Regions from separate parts of the Triticum aestivum genome. Here region 1 is linked to region 2. Evidence: chromatin contacts called from public Hi-C data. All regions are on one chromosome and are shown on one strand. Each heading gives the region's core, a stretch centred on a gene start, on an enhancer-like site or on the middle of the called end of the contact. The rest is flanking DNA. Distances are from core to core; before and after follow the strand shown.

Region 1 (6,395 bases), core at 3,504-6,003, 190 kb before region 2:
TAGAGATTAACCGTGATTGATTCTCTCCCATAAAGACATTACTAAATAATTTGTGTCCACATGGAAAGTTCTGATCCATTTGGCTTTCGGTACATGGGACGGTGGAAGGAAAGACGAAAATAAACCGGACGAAAATAAACCAGACGAATAATAACAATGGACGCAATCCTAGCAACTGCTCCATTAAGAGTAGAGATAATGCCTCAGGATGAGGAGGTCACGATTAGGGTATGGCAAGAAGAACTTTTTTGGAAAGCTTTGATTCTGGTGATAATTACCATATTCGAAATTTCCTTAGTTATAGCCTTATCATACATGGATTGATTTATTACTATAATTATCATATTTGAGATTTCTAAGTTTATAGCCTTACCATACGTGAATTAATTGTGATTGATTACCATAAATACGTTAGGTATTGTCGGCCAGACGAGAAAGAGAAAAACCGGTGGGAGGGGGGTGGTGGGAGGTGGGACGAAGAAAAACCGGTTGAAAAAAAAAACGGTTGAAAATAAACCGGTTGAAAGTGGGGGAACTATTCAACCAATTCGTCCATTAGGAATAGAGATATGTGCCTAACAACGTACCCACATCTAATCTCGTAATTAACTTGCTTCATTTAAAATTCATCTGATGTCGATGAACGAGTACATATGCATGAGGTCAACTTGTTGCCAAGCCTTTAAAGCCATCGTGTATTTAGCACGACTTCCGAGCCACAGGACTAGGATGGTCTTGTGTGAAATATAATGGCACGATTCAAAGCAGCAAAGTTAATTTCTACGATGTTTTTGTCCCGTGGCTCGTGCTATTATATTCGGCACCACATGCGGGATAGTGTTTTACTATTCATCTTTCTTCCCCTGATAGTATGAGTAAGCAAAATTCATCAAGTCGCATAGTGAACTTGATTCCAGATGAGGCGCTTGCAGTGTGCTTCTTTGGACAAGCTTATGTCATGTGCATGCAGACCACAAACCCATGTCTCTAAAATGTTTGGCTTATTTTATCAGTTCAGGCTATACAATCAAAGCTTGCAATAGCTCTGGCCACGGCAAAATTGAATTCCGTGACAGCATGCAACACTAAGCAACAGAGCAAACTGTCAAACAAAAATATTCTGAATTCCATGACAGCATGCAACACTAGGCAACAGAGCAAACTGTCAAACAAAAATATTCTGAATTCCATGACAGCATGCAACACTAGGCAACAGAGCAAACTGTCAAACAAAAATATTCTGAATCCATAATACTGAGATTGCTACATGATCTCCATGACACAGCTTCATTCAGGTTTGGCAGATGAAGAAGTGCAATCCTTGCTGAATTTATAACAGAGAATACACATTAGCCCTAATAATAGGGGCGGTTCACTGAAGTCTGGAACCAACATAACCAAAACCTATTCTCATAAAAGGTAACCAAAAAGTTCAACAATTGCGTCTCAATCTCAGCCATATCACAAAAACCATCTGCTTGCATAATGTTTTCAGAAGAATGTTTGCAGCATGCTTGTTTTAACAACCTTTATCAGCGGACTTCAACCGCCAACCGTAGGTTATTTATCATCTGCCCTTTGAGACATAAGAGGCTATACCTTTAAGAATACAACTAGCACACCCCATCGAACTTGAGCGATCGATGATCAATCAGCTATACAAATCTTGAGTGCCAGATCAAATAATGGCCCTGAATGAACTACTCTCTAGAGATGCCAGTAATGCTTATCGGGTAACTATGTTTGACATAGGCTACAAATACATAATACGCATTTCTGACACTCACAAAATTATGCTGCTGCAGATCTATTGTTATCAGGATCTTCTTCTATATTCAAAGCTTGGAGCAGCTTCGGCCATGATTCGGGGATTCCTCCTGGTAAATCGAACTCCAAGAGTTTCCCCCGTGCTCTGTAGAAATCCTCCACTGGTTCACACTGCAAAGATGACGGCTTGCTTAAAAAGGATAACACGCATAACATGGTCATACACTGAGAACAGAGCTATGATCAAATGTATAGAGGAAATATTCCTAGCCTATACCAGTGAGGGGGAATATTACCATAGGAGTTGCATCATATAATTTCAAGTTTGGAAGATGAAATGTGCTCATTGCTGAATTTGGAACAACAAATACACATAAATTCCAGAGCCAATTGGCTAAACAGTAGTAAATAATTATCATAAAAAACCTCAGAAAATAACAAAGTTCAATATGTCTCAACATGTCTCGGTATTTCATACATGCAAGTTTAAGGTCATGTTGAAATATAAACGACCTAGCATCCCTTTTCTATACTGCTAAATTCACTACTGATCTCGTACCTAAACAAACATAGCTTCATACGCCCTACTAGTGCAAGTTGATCGTCATGATCTCATAAATTTTACTCCCTCCGTTCCTAAATATTTGTGTTTTAGAGATTTCAACAAGTGACTACATACGGAGCAAAATGAGTGAATCTACACTCTAAAATATGTCTATATACATCCATATGTGGTAGTCCATTTGAAATCTCATTTTGCTCCGTATGTGGTCACTTGTTGAAATATCTAAAAAGACAAATATTTAGGAACGGAGGGAGTAAATAACAACACAAATAAAACTCAAAAAATGAAATTTAAGGTTCACTGCTACGTACCAAATCATGGTAAACACGCAATCGCTCCTTTACCACCTCTTCAGTATCATCTGCTCTGGTAATTAACTTCGATTCGCACTGTGGAGGAGGTAGTAGTGGAGGCATATACATTCGAGGCCCACCATTCTCACCCTCAATGTCAATGGAGGCCACATTGAAGTTTCCTCCACACTGGCTGCACTTCCTTCTACCAACGCATTTTGCAAGCAGAGCCTCTTCTCGAAGTTTGAGATTGATCACCAAATCAATATCTGTGACTCCCTCCAGTATTTCCTAACAAACCACACTATACAATTTAGTTTGGGAACTGTCACGCGATATGAGCGGATAAGTTCTTTTTTATCAACAAAAAACTGCAGATAAGTTTGAAGACTCAGATGATCTCAACCATAGACATGAACTATGGTACATCAAAACTATTACTAGAATGAAGTTCCACATTTGTTGCAATTATATATGCCTTGCATAATTACAACCAGGTCAAATAACTAGCTCACCGCTTGTCTTATAGTTCTTGGAAAACCATCAAGTATGAACCCTAATTCACCCTTGTCTCCTCCCTCCTCGAGGCGCTTTGACAGCAGATTTATGATGATCTCATCAGACACCAGTTTTCCATGATTCACAATCTCCGAAAGCTGGAAACAAAGCAGACATAAGACAATCAACAAAGTGGAAGTGGTAAAACAGAGTTGAACTAGTTGGTGTTATGCTGATTTGGCTTCCCTTACTAGAATCAAGTTCCATATTGTTAACTAGAATCAAAATTAACATTGTTATTCTGAAACTGTACACAACCTACAGGTTAGTCTTATTTATTTGGGCCTTATCATCAATCATTCATTCATGCCTCTGCTGCTGGAAGTGTAGCAGCACAGAACTAAACAGTCATAAAAGGGTTCAATCAAACAATCTATCCTAAGCTGCAACCATCGACCGAGCAAGTTGCACATCCTTGCACTCAGGTTTCATAACCAGCCCTAATGGATTGTCTTACAGACTTCACAATCGTGTGAGGGTTTTCAGACTGAGTTAACAGTAGTAATATCTGTTTCAAAAACTTGTTCTATAAGCTTCTTGTGAGGGTTTTCAGACTGAATTAACCGTAGTACTATCTGTTTCAAGAACTTGTTCTATAAGGTAACAAATTCCAGCTTGTTTGCAACGAACCGACCGCACGGAAAACAGTTTGTCAGTATATATCATCAGTCTGCTGCAGGTGTGCCGACTGCTGAAGTGTTGAGCATGTGCTTAATAGCATGGTGCAGCTGCTGTGTTTCGTAGTGACCAATTGGATGTTCTCCATCGGGAGTTTTGCACCCCAAACAAACTGCTGGCGTCGTCTAACTGGATGTGATGCATCATGTGCCTACGGATTGCATCACCAAAAAATAATGGCGGCAAGCTGGGTTGCGACGATGATACAGGATTTGCGCTGCCATGTGGTCGGATTTGTGGACTCTCATACAAATTAAAGCCCTCTTTCTGCACTAAGAGCGGTCATGATTGTTGCTGATTTGGTAGCTGATGCAGGGGAACACTTGCAGGTAAAACTATCCTTAGGCTCCCTTTCGTCAACATCAGAGGGGATCTCTACTCTCTAGCTATCAATTCTTGTACGAAAATCACCACGCAGGATTGAGCGCGAGGAACTGGAATACTACCTGCTTGGCGAGCGGGCCTGAGGAGGCGAGCTCGTCGCGGACGAGGTCGCCGGTGGCGATGTGGGGCACGCCGAGCAGCCGCGAGAGGCGGCCAGCGTAGGTGCCCTTGCCGACCCCGGGGCAGCCGAGGAACACCCACTGCACCCGCGCCCCGTCCTCCACGGGCCCCGGGCCGCCGCGCCCGCGCCCGGCCGCGGGCGGCGCCCCCTTGGCCGCCCCCATCGCCTCCACGGACGCCAGGCCCCTCCTCGACGCCCCGGCCGCGCACGCCCGGATCGCGCGGGACATCGCGGACGACATCTCGCCGGCCCCTGGTGGAGACGAACGAGCCGGAGATATTTTCCGTCGGTCGCCCTTTTTCCTCGCCCTGCTGCTGCTGCTGCCTCGCGTTCGAGTCGAGTCGGAGACGACGACGGGGGCGCCTAACACGTGGCGGGCCCCGCGCCGATCCGAGCGGCGGTGGGCGAAATAGGAAAGAAATTTCTCCCGGGAATATCTCGGTAGGTTCCGCGCGGCACGTAGGACGGTCTGTGGCGCCGGACGCGTCGCCGTCGGCCTCGATACGCCGGAGCGGCGACGTCACCGCGCGCATGCTGGCGTGCACTTCTCTTCCACCCGTCCGTCCGTCCGTCCGTCGCAAGCTGCAGTCGCGGTCGGAGAATCCTTCTCGTGCCCGCTTCTGCTTGAGCATTCTCCATCGCGGCTGAAGGTGCCCAAGAGCCAAGAGGGATGTGGCCGTCTTGCGGCGGATCACTGGGAGCTCGCCGATGAGCGCAAATCCACCCCATGGAAGGGTGGCGACACAAGGCCCTATGAATGAGGGCAACGAGCAGTGACCCTGCAGAGCTCCTCTGGAGCGATGGTCATGGGCACGTAGGAGATGCCAGCGTCTAGCGGGGTTGGCAGCGTTGTGCTCCGGTCGGGAGGTATGTCGCTGATCCGGAGGTTGTGCGTTGTTGATCTAGTGTTGGCACGCGGGCGATGTTGATCTACGTCTCGTGCTCCATTTTCGGTCATGTCGGGCCCTGCGCCGACAGGCATGGACAGAGCTCTCTCTGACGAGGTGGTAGTCGGCAATGGTGCGCTCCGCCGTCAGTGATGGTCATTGTGGCAACCGCTCTAGCCTACTGCGATGGCCTCGCTACAGACTATTGTGGCCATCCAAAGATCTTTCTGAGGGTTTCTTTCTCCAAATCTAGTGGTTGACTTTGGCAGTGAAATGCAAACTATGGACGACAAGTTGATGCGGAGAGATGGTTGTGCAGCGGCAGCGTTCGCATCGCATGTGTGACTTCAATGGTGGTGCTACTCGAGCTCTGAGGTGAAAGCATAGGTCTGACCTGAGTTGGTTCTACCTGCCAATGGCAATGTTTTCATGTCATTATCTTGTTGAAAGCATTGCTCAGATATGCTTGGACCGGATCTTTAAGGTGAAAACTTGATTCTGACCTTTGGTGGTTGGATCCGGCGGCGACGACGTTTAAGCGTCGGTCCCTTTCTGAAGGCATTGATATTGAAGAATCGCGTCGTCCATGCGGTGTCATCAGATTGTTGTGTGAATATGGTCATTGTTGCAGTTTGTCGACCACATATTTAATCGCTTTGAAGTTTTTTTTCCTCGTCCATGCATAGTTTTGGTCGTATATGAATTTACTATTTGCCGGCGTGTTTTTCGTGTGCGTGCATTGGTGTTGGTTGTGTGCATTCAAGTTGTGCAGAGACCAGATTATGCTCTTTGTGTTTGTATTCTCTCGATGGTCCATCTTGAGCCAATAAAATTCACTCTTTGTCAAAAGGTACTCCTTTTGTCAGTTGTTGGACTGTTCGATTCAAGCATGGCAGAACGGAATTTGTTCTCAACCATTCTTATACATCTGGAAAATCAACAGAGTTCATTGGCCATCTCTTGAATGGATAAATAACTACAAAACTAATGATGGCTTCACACTGCAATTTGCAACTCATCGTGTTAGGTTGATATAATATGGATGAGTACCCTGTTTTTGTATTGTTCAATGTTTTATCGGGCATGGGGCATAGTTGGCATATAAACTACTTATTGTTTTATTGTACTCTTTAATTTGGTGC
Region 2 (5,787 bases), core at 850-3,349:
AGTGTAGGGCTTTTAGAGCAGAATTATATCAGAAACAGTTAGCATACCATCACACTGATAAAAAGAACCGCCAGCATGGCTGGTTTTTACAACTGAGCATTTGAGACAAATTAAAAGTTCCGTGTATATGCAATACAGAGACCCCTAAGATCAAGTATTTACACAGGACCAACACTGAGAAAATAGACACAACAATGTGGAAAATGGAAAAATCAGATAAGGAGTTACAAAGATAAACCAAGCTATATATTTTTTAGATTGTTCAAGACGTATTAGTGAGTAAAATATACAGCATTTAAGGCCTCCTTTGATTCACAGGATTTTCCTAGGAATTTTGCAGGATTGACATCCTCTGGAATTTTCCCTTTACATGTTGTTTGATTCACAGGATTACATTCCTCAGGAACCAATCCTATAGGAACTTCCTAGTTCATTTTCACAGGAAAACAAGCATGAGGTTGGACTTCATGAAAAAAATCCTCTGTTTTGCTACCCGACGTAGTATTTCAGTGGACAGTACATCATATTCCTGTACATTTTCTATTCCTACGCTTTCCAAACCCTGTGAATCAAAGGAGCCTAAATTGTGAGCACAGTGGTGGAATGTGAAACCATATGTGTAGTTCATTAGATAAATCCCTCCTTTCATATCAAGCATGTACAGACCAATATTTAAAATTCGCCTAAACAAAAAAGATCCAATGACCAACTTTAGTTTTAAGCATTAATCAGGGGGAATGCATAATTAGAAAATCCAAGCAGAATTTCGAGTAAAAGAAAATTATGATAGCCTCAACAAGTACTGAACGAAAAGAAAATTATGACAGCACGTGTCAAGAACGCTCTTATATTATGGGACGGAGGGAGTATTTGATAGACTTGTTACTTGAACACTAACCAATCATGCTTGCATATTAAAAAATGCACAAACTACCAACTCCGAACAGCTGCTTCCATTCATCTAGTCCATAATATGAAGGTGTAATTGTTGGTTCAGTATACCTACAGCATACATACGCCCTCATTTCAGTACATCTACTACACAACTGCATGTAAGTGCCATTACCCTACTCCCTCAATGTTGCATTGTACTGTACTGTATGAGCTGTACGATTTTGTTTTAGACATATTGACTTAATTATGAGACCGAGACTGTAAAACCCTGAACAAATTTGTACGACCATCCAATTACATAGCATTAAATGCCGAGGGGATGCTCAAATTTGTACAGCCATCCAGTGGATGTGAACATGGCATCTGGATAAGCTGGGAATGTTTTGTAGAGTAATGAATTATGCGCTGTTACACCATTTCATCTGTTCAAACGATGATGGCTTCCTACAGACAGTTACCACAGGGGTTTCCCCCTTACAGAACACAGGCTGACTTAGAGAATTTCGTCTTAGAGATTAGTCAGGTCGTGTGCACTTTACAAACAAAAGGAATTCGTGTTGCATAAGAATGCATCTCCCAAACTAACTGGCCGTGTTAAATGATTAAATATGTCCTGCTCTTCTCACTACTCCAACCCGGCCAAACCCTATCCACTGGAACATACAGTACCAACTACACAGAAACAGCAGACGGGGGAAACTGATCCGAGGACGCACCTGGTGGCCGATGGGCTTGTGGACGGCGGTGGGGCAGGCGTCGCCGGCCTTCTTGCCGGGGCAGACGGCGTCGACGGACACCCCGTACGCCTGCAGCGCCTGGAACGGGACCATGGCCTGATCCACCCATCCATCGACCCAAGAAAGAAACCAGTTAACAAGCCGGAATCAGGACGCAGGAAACGAAGTAGTGGTAGAAGGGGAATCGATTTGATCTGTGCACAGAAGGGGAGGAGGATAAGATGGAGACCTCGTAGTCCTCCATGTAGTCTCCGCAGAGCAGGAGCACCCTCTTGGCGGCCATGGCGGCTGACACTCCCCAACGCGCACGCGAGACGCTCCGGATTTCGCCGAGTTCCCTCCAACCAAAGCCTGGACTGGACTGTCGACTCTGGAAGCCTCTCCTCTCCTCGGGACGGGACGGGGCGAGCGGCCGGCGCTATATGCCACGGGAGAGTCATCCAGAAGAGCCTCCGTTCCATCATAAAAATTGTTTTTTTTTCTTAACTTAAAAAAGAAACAAATTTTGCTTTTTTATGCATTTTCCTTTTTTAGAGAAAATGCATTAGTATCCTCTCTCTGAAACTATAAAGGGTATTTTGATCCAACGTCTGCACATTTTCACTATCCTGAAACTATCTCATCTTACCACCATTTGACATTCGAACAGATGGTATCTTAACACTATCCAAGATAACTAATTCGGGACAGAGGTAGTATATTATACTGCTAGTACATGCTTAACGTGCGAGCACATGATCAGCAAGATCTGCCAGGGCAGCAGCATGTGAGCTCTTGAGATTGCCCTAATACACTAACAATCTCGTGGCAAGCAAGATCGGATTATATCAAATTATTTGTGTACTGTCATATCTTCCAAGTTGCTGGTTTGCCCATGGCCAGTGCAAAAATAGCCAAAACTCTTGATTCCATCACCTACATTATACTCAACTTGTGTCCCGATTGGATCATTTGGCATCGCACAAGATCAGGAATTATACTCAGTTGACTTCCAACTGCAGACAGATAGTCATGGATAGATAAACTAGTACTACAACCAACAGCACCACTGATCCCCACCCAGATCCAGATCCAGTTATAAGCTCAAAGAATGAAGAGCAGGTACTTATTCAGATAGATGTGCTCGTCACAGAAACATGATCAGCAGGTACTCCCACACTGTCACAAATAAACTCATGAAGCAAAATGATTTCGCAATCAAATATATCCACACATGCATCCAGGCAAATGGAGCTTAGAGAATCAAAGCTTTTTTCTTCTGTGAAGGAAAGGAAAGGATGCCCTCCAAGTTGGAGGGGGGTGTTATATTATCCATCTCAGGCACAAAAATATCAATGGGGTATCATCATGTTAGTAATCAAACCAATACAATACAGAGTTCCAGGATACGCTCAACAAAGTGCAGCAGCTGTTTTTACACGTAAAGATTACTTTCTCGTTTATCCAATAATCATCTACCTCGCTCAATGCCTGACCTATATTTATAATATCAGTTATCGCTCATAAGCCCCGGGAAAGACCAGGCCTTTTTGGCGCTATCAACTTGAAACACAAACATGGAGCGCCACAAGAATTCATCCAAGAGGATCAATCAATCACTAGAGGGGAAATCAAGCATTTCAGCCTGGCCTGAAGAAGCGCCAAGAAAATCAAAGCCAGAAGCTCAAGAGAAGACGACCCCGACTTTCCGGGCAAAATCATCGTCGTCCTCAAACTCTTCCTCGTCGTCTTGATATGCATTCTCATCTTCGGATTTGTACTCATAGCCTTCGGTCGCCTCATACTCCGACTCCCCCTGCCTCTGCTCATAGTTATCAGCCTCTTGATTTTCCACTTCAATCATATCTTCAGCCTCAGCTTTGTCACCGTGCGACGAAGATGCAGGGACCTGGCCTTCCTCTTTATATTCTTCATCACCTGATCTACTCTTGCATTCTTCAGAACTGATAGTGTTGTCATAGCCCTCCTTCTCAGCTTCAACCAGAGATTCAGCCTGCCTGTGAGAGACCGCAGCAGATTTATCTTCTTTGACATTGTGGGCAGATGAGCCATTGCCATTGCCGCATGCAGCCTGTCGTTTCCTCTGTAAGATGACGCTGAGAGGCGTTGGGCCTTCAAAATCAAGAGATGCTTCAGATTGAACACTTCCATTCGCCTTCCGAGACTCCGGACCAAAGTCTTTCCGGCTGGCGAAGTTGAGTGAATCTGTTACATTCTGTCTCGAATGCTTGCCATCAGCAATCCTGGCACTTGAAGCACGTTCGCTTGATCTCTGCCTGATCCTCTCTTGATGATGCCCTGCCTCCCGATGCCTGCCACCCTGAATATCCATAGGCACAACCGGAGACAGCCTGTCCCGGAGTTGTCTTCTATCTCGCTCTCTCTCGGAGCGAGCATCTACTCTATCAGGTGATCTTCCAGGAAGCTTTATTCTGCCTTGCAGACGGGAGCTTAGGGTGCTCCCTCGAGGGCCCTGATGGCGATCTCTGTGTGTACGGTGACCATCATATGCCCTTTCCCTGTAGCGGTCATCCCTCCGACGCGACTCTCCACTGCGTTCTGGGCTGATGCCAGGAGACCCATTTATTTTTCTCCTGCGGAGCCGGTGACGTAAATCTGATCCATCTATCTCGACAGGACCAGTCTCTCTCTGCCGAGACCTCCTTTCTGAATAGGAAGGTCTGTCCAAGTTCCTCTCAGAAGATGTTCTACGACGTTTCCTGTCATAGCCATCATACATTTGTCCGATCGGTCCTTGCTCACCCATTCCGTTGAATAGCTCTCTTTCATGATGAGGCTGGATTTCAAAATCAGCCGGAGCATATTCATAATCTTCTACTGGATATATATCCCTTCCAAAATCGTCAGGGTCGTGCATATAAGCACCAGCATCTGCATCATTGGCCACAAGAACATCAAAACCAGGCGAAGACTCCCCCAATAAGTCATCAGCATCTCTACTGTCCTCGGGCATGTCATCCTGAGGAGGTGTATGGTAAGGTTGATTCCAATCTTGCATAGGATCAGTTTCCACAGGAAGATTGTTCTGATAGCACTCAGGATGATCCTCGCCTGAAGAGGTTCTGAAACTTTTATTCACTGCTGGCATGCTGTTTTGTACGCTCCCTGACTTGGGCAAAGATTTCACTGCACTGGAAGCTAGTTCAGCTGGTATAGCAGCTGCAGCTGTCCTGGCAAAATTCCCTGCAGCCCTATTAACTGACTTGGACCTGTCGTCACTTATTGGGCCACCTTGCTGAATTAGATGATTTGTCTGAGCAAACTCCTTGACACCCAAAAATTCATTCTTTTGGGTCTGAGGCTGCTCCAAAGGAAAGGAAGAAACCTTCGCCACCTGTTCTGGTGGATTATTGCCAGCGGGCTGCGGTCCATGGGAAAAGGGGCATTTATCTCCTTTGATGCAGTTCCCTTTCTGAAAGTAATAGCATGGGACCATCTGCTTGCCCGAGTTATAAGCAGCATAGTGTGAAGACACTGCAGGTATTCCAGGAGTTGAAGCACCAAACATACCATCAATTGGCTGGTCAAAAGTAGAGAAAACAGAATTAGACTTCAGATAACAATTTCAACTGATAAACTGATAAAATGTCAAAACGAATTAAGACCATGACTTGAATCACTACAGGGGTTTGTATAATCATGCCTTGTTAGTTACTGTTAACAGAATATAAATATGATAATTATTGATGCCAGTTGCTCACAGATATTACAAGAGGTTTTATGGTGAATAATAATCAGCAGGGAAAATAAAGGAAAGGAGTATTACCGGATGGCGAAATGAACATTTTGGATTCAAGCAATTGCCATTTAACCAGTAGTAACAGTCTCTAGGGTTCATCCGGGCACCCTCACTGTGACGAAAATCACATTGGTTCCCCTGAAAGAAAGAACAAAGCAAGGTCAGCGAAAATGATTCTCACTGGTAACTAATAACCAAACTCTGGCAGTAAGAAATCATGGTCTGTAATGCATACTGTAGCATGATCTGAATAATGTTCTACAAAGAGATGGACTTAACAATATATAAAGTATACAAACTGAAGCACAGAAATTTAACAGGTAAAATCTAATAGCAAAGTAGGAATCAGACACAAATTTTGAAACAAGGTCAATCTTAAGCGCCCCAAGGATAATT

Evidence for each region. Hi-C and Micro-C count contacts between places; a contact is called where the count stands out from the background.
Region 1: a Hi-C map of leaf shows a contact between it and region 2, with 4 times the contacts expected there. The contact joins the promoter of LOC123190983 here to the promoter of LOC123190979 in region 2. A contact is called at or near these places in 3 of 5 Hi-C or Micro-C datasets (all in leaf) and 1 of 1 datasets of contacts at active chromatin or transcription factors (leaf).

What each region holds. Positions count from the first base shown.
Region 1 is chr2A:760,090,738-760,097,132 of IWGSC CS RefSeq v2.1, reverse strand. LOC123190983 (probable adenylate kinase 6, chloroplastic) reads right to left here and starts at 4,753. Exons shown (of 4, transcript XM_044603717.1): 1 at 4,308-4,753; 2 at 3,141-3,281; 3 at 2,644-2,916; 4 at 1,460-1,938. The coding sequence starts at 4,607. The coding sequence ends at 1,792.
Region 2 is chr2A:759,901,438-759,907,224 of IWGSC CS RefSeq v2.1, reverse strand. It overlaps LOC123190979 (protein DJ-1 homolog D), which reads right to left and starts at 2,099. Exons shown (of 6, transcript XM_044603713.1): 1 at 1,861-2,099; 2 at 1,611-1,727. The coding sequence starts at 1,914. LOC123190978 (zinc finger CCCH domain-containing protein 32) reads right to left here. Exons shown (of 3, transcript XM_044603712.1): 2 at 5,419-5,529; 3 at 2,961-5,172. The coding sequence ends at 3,295.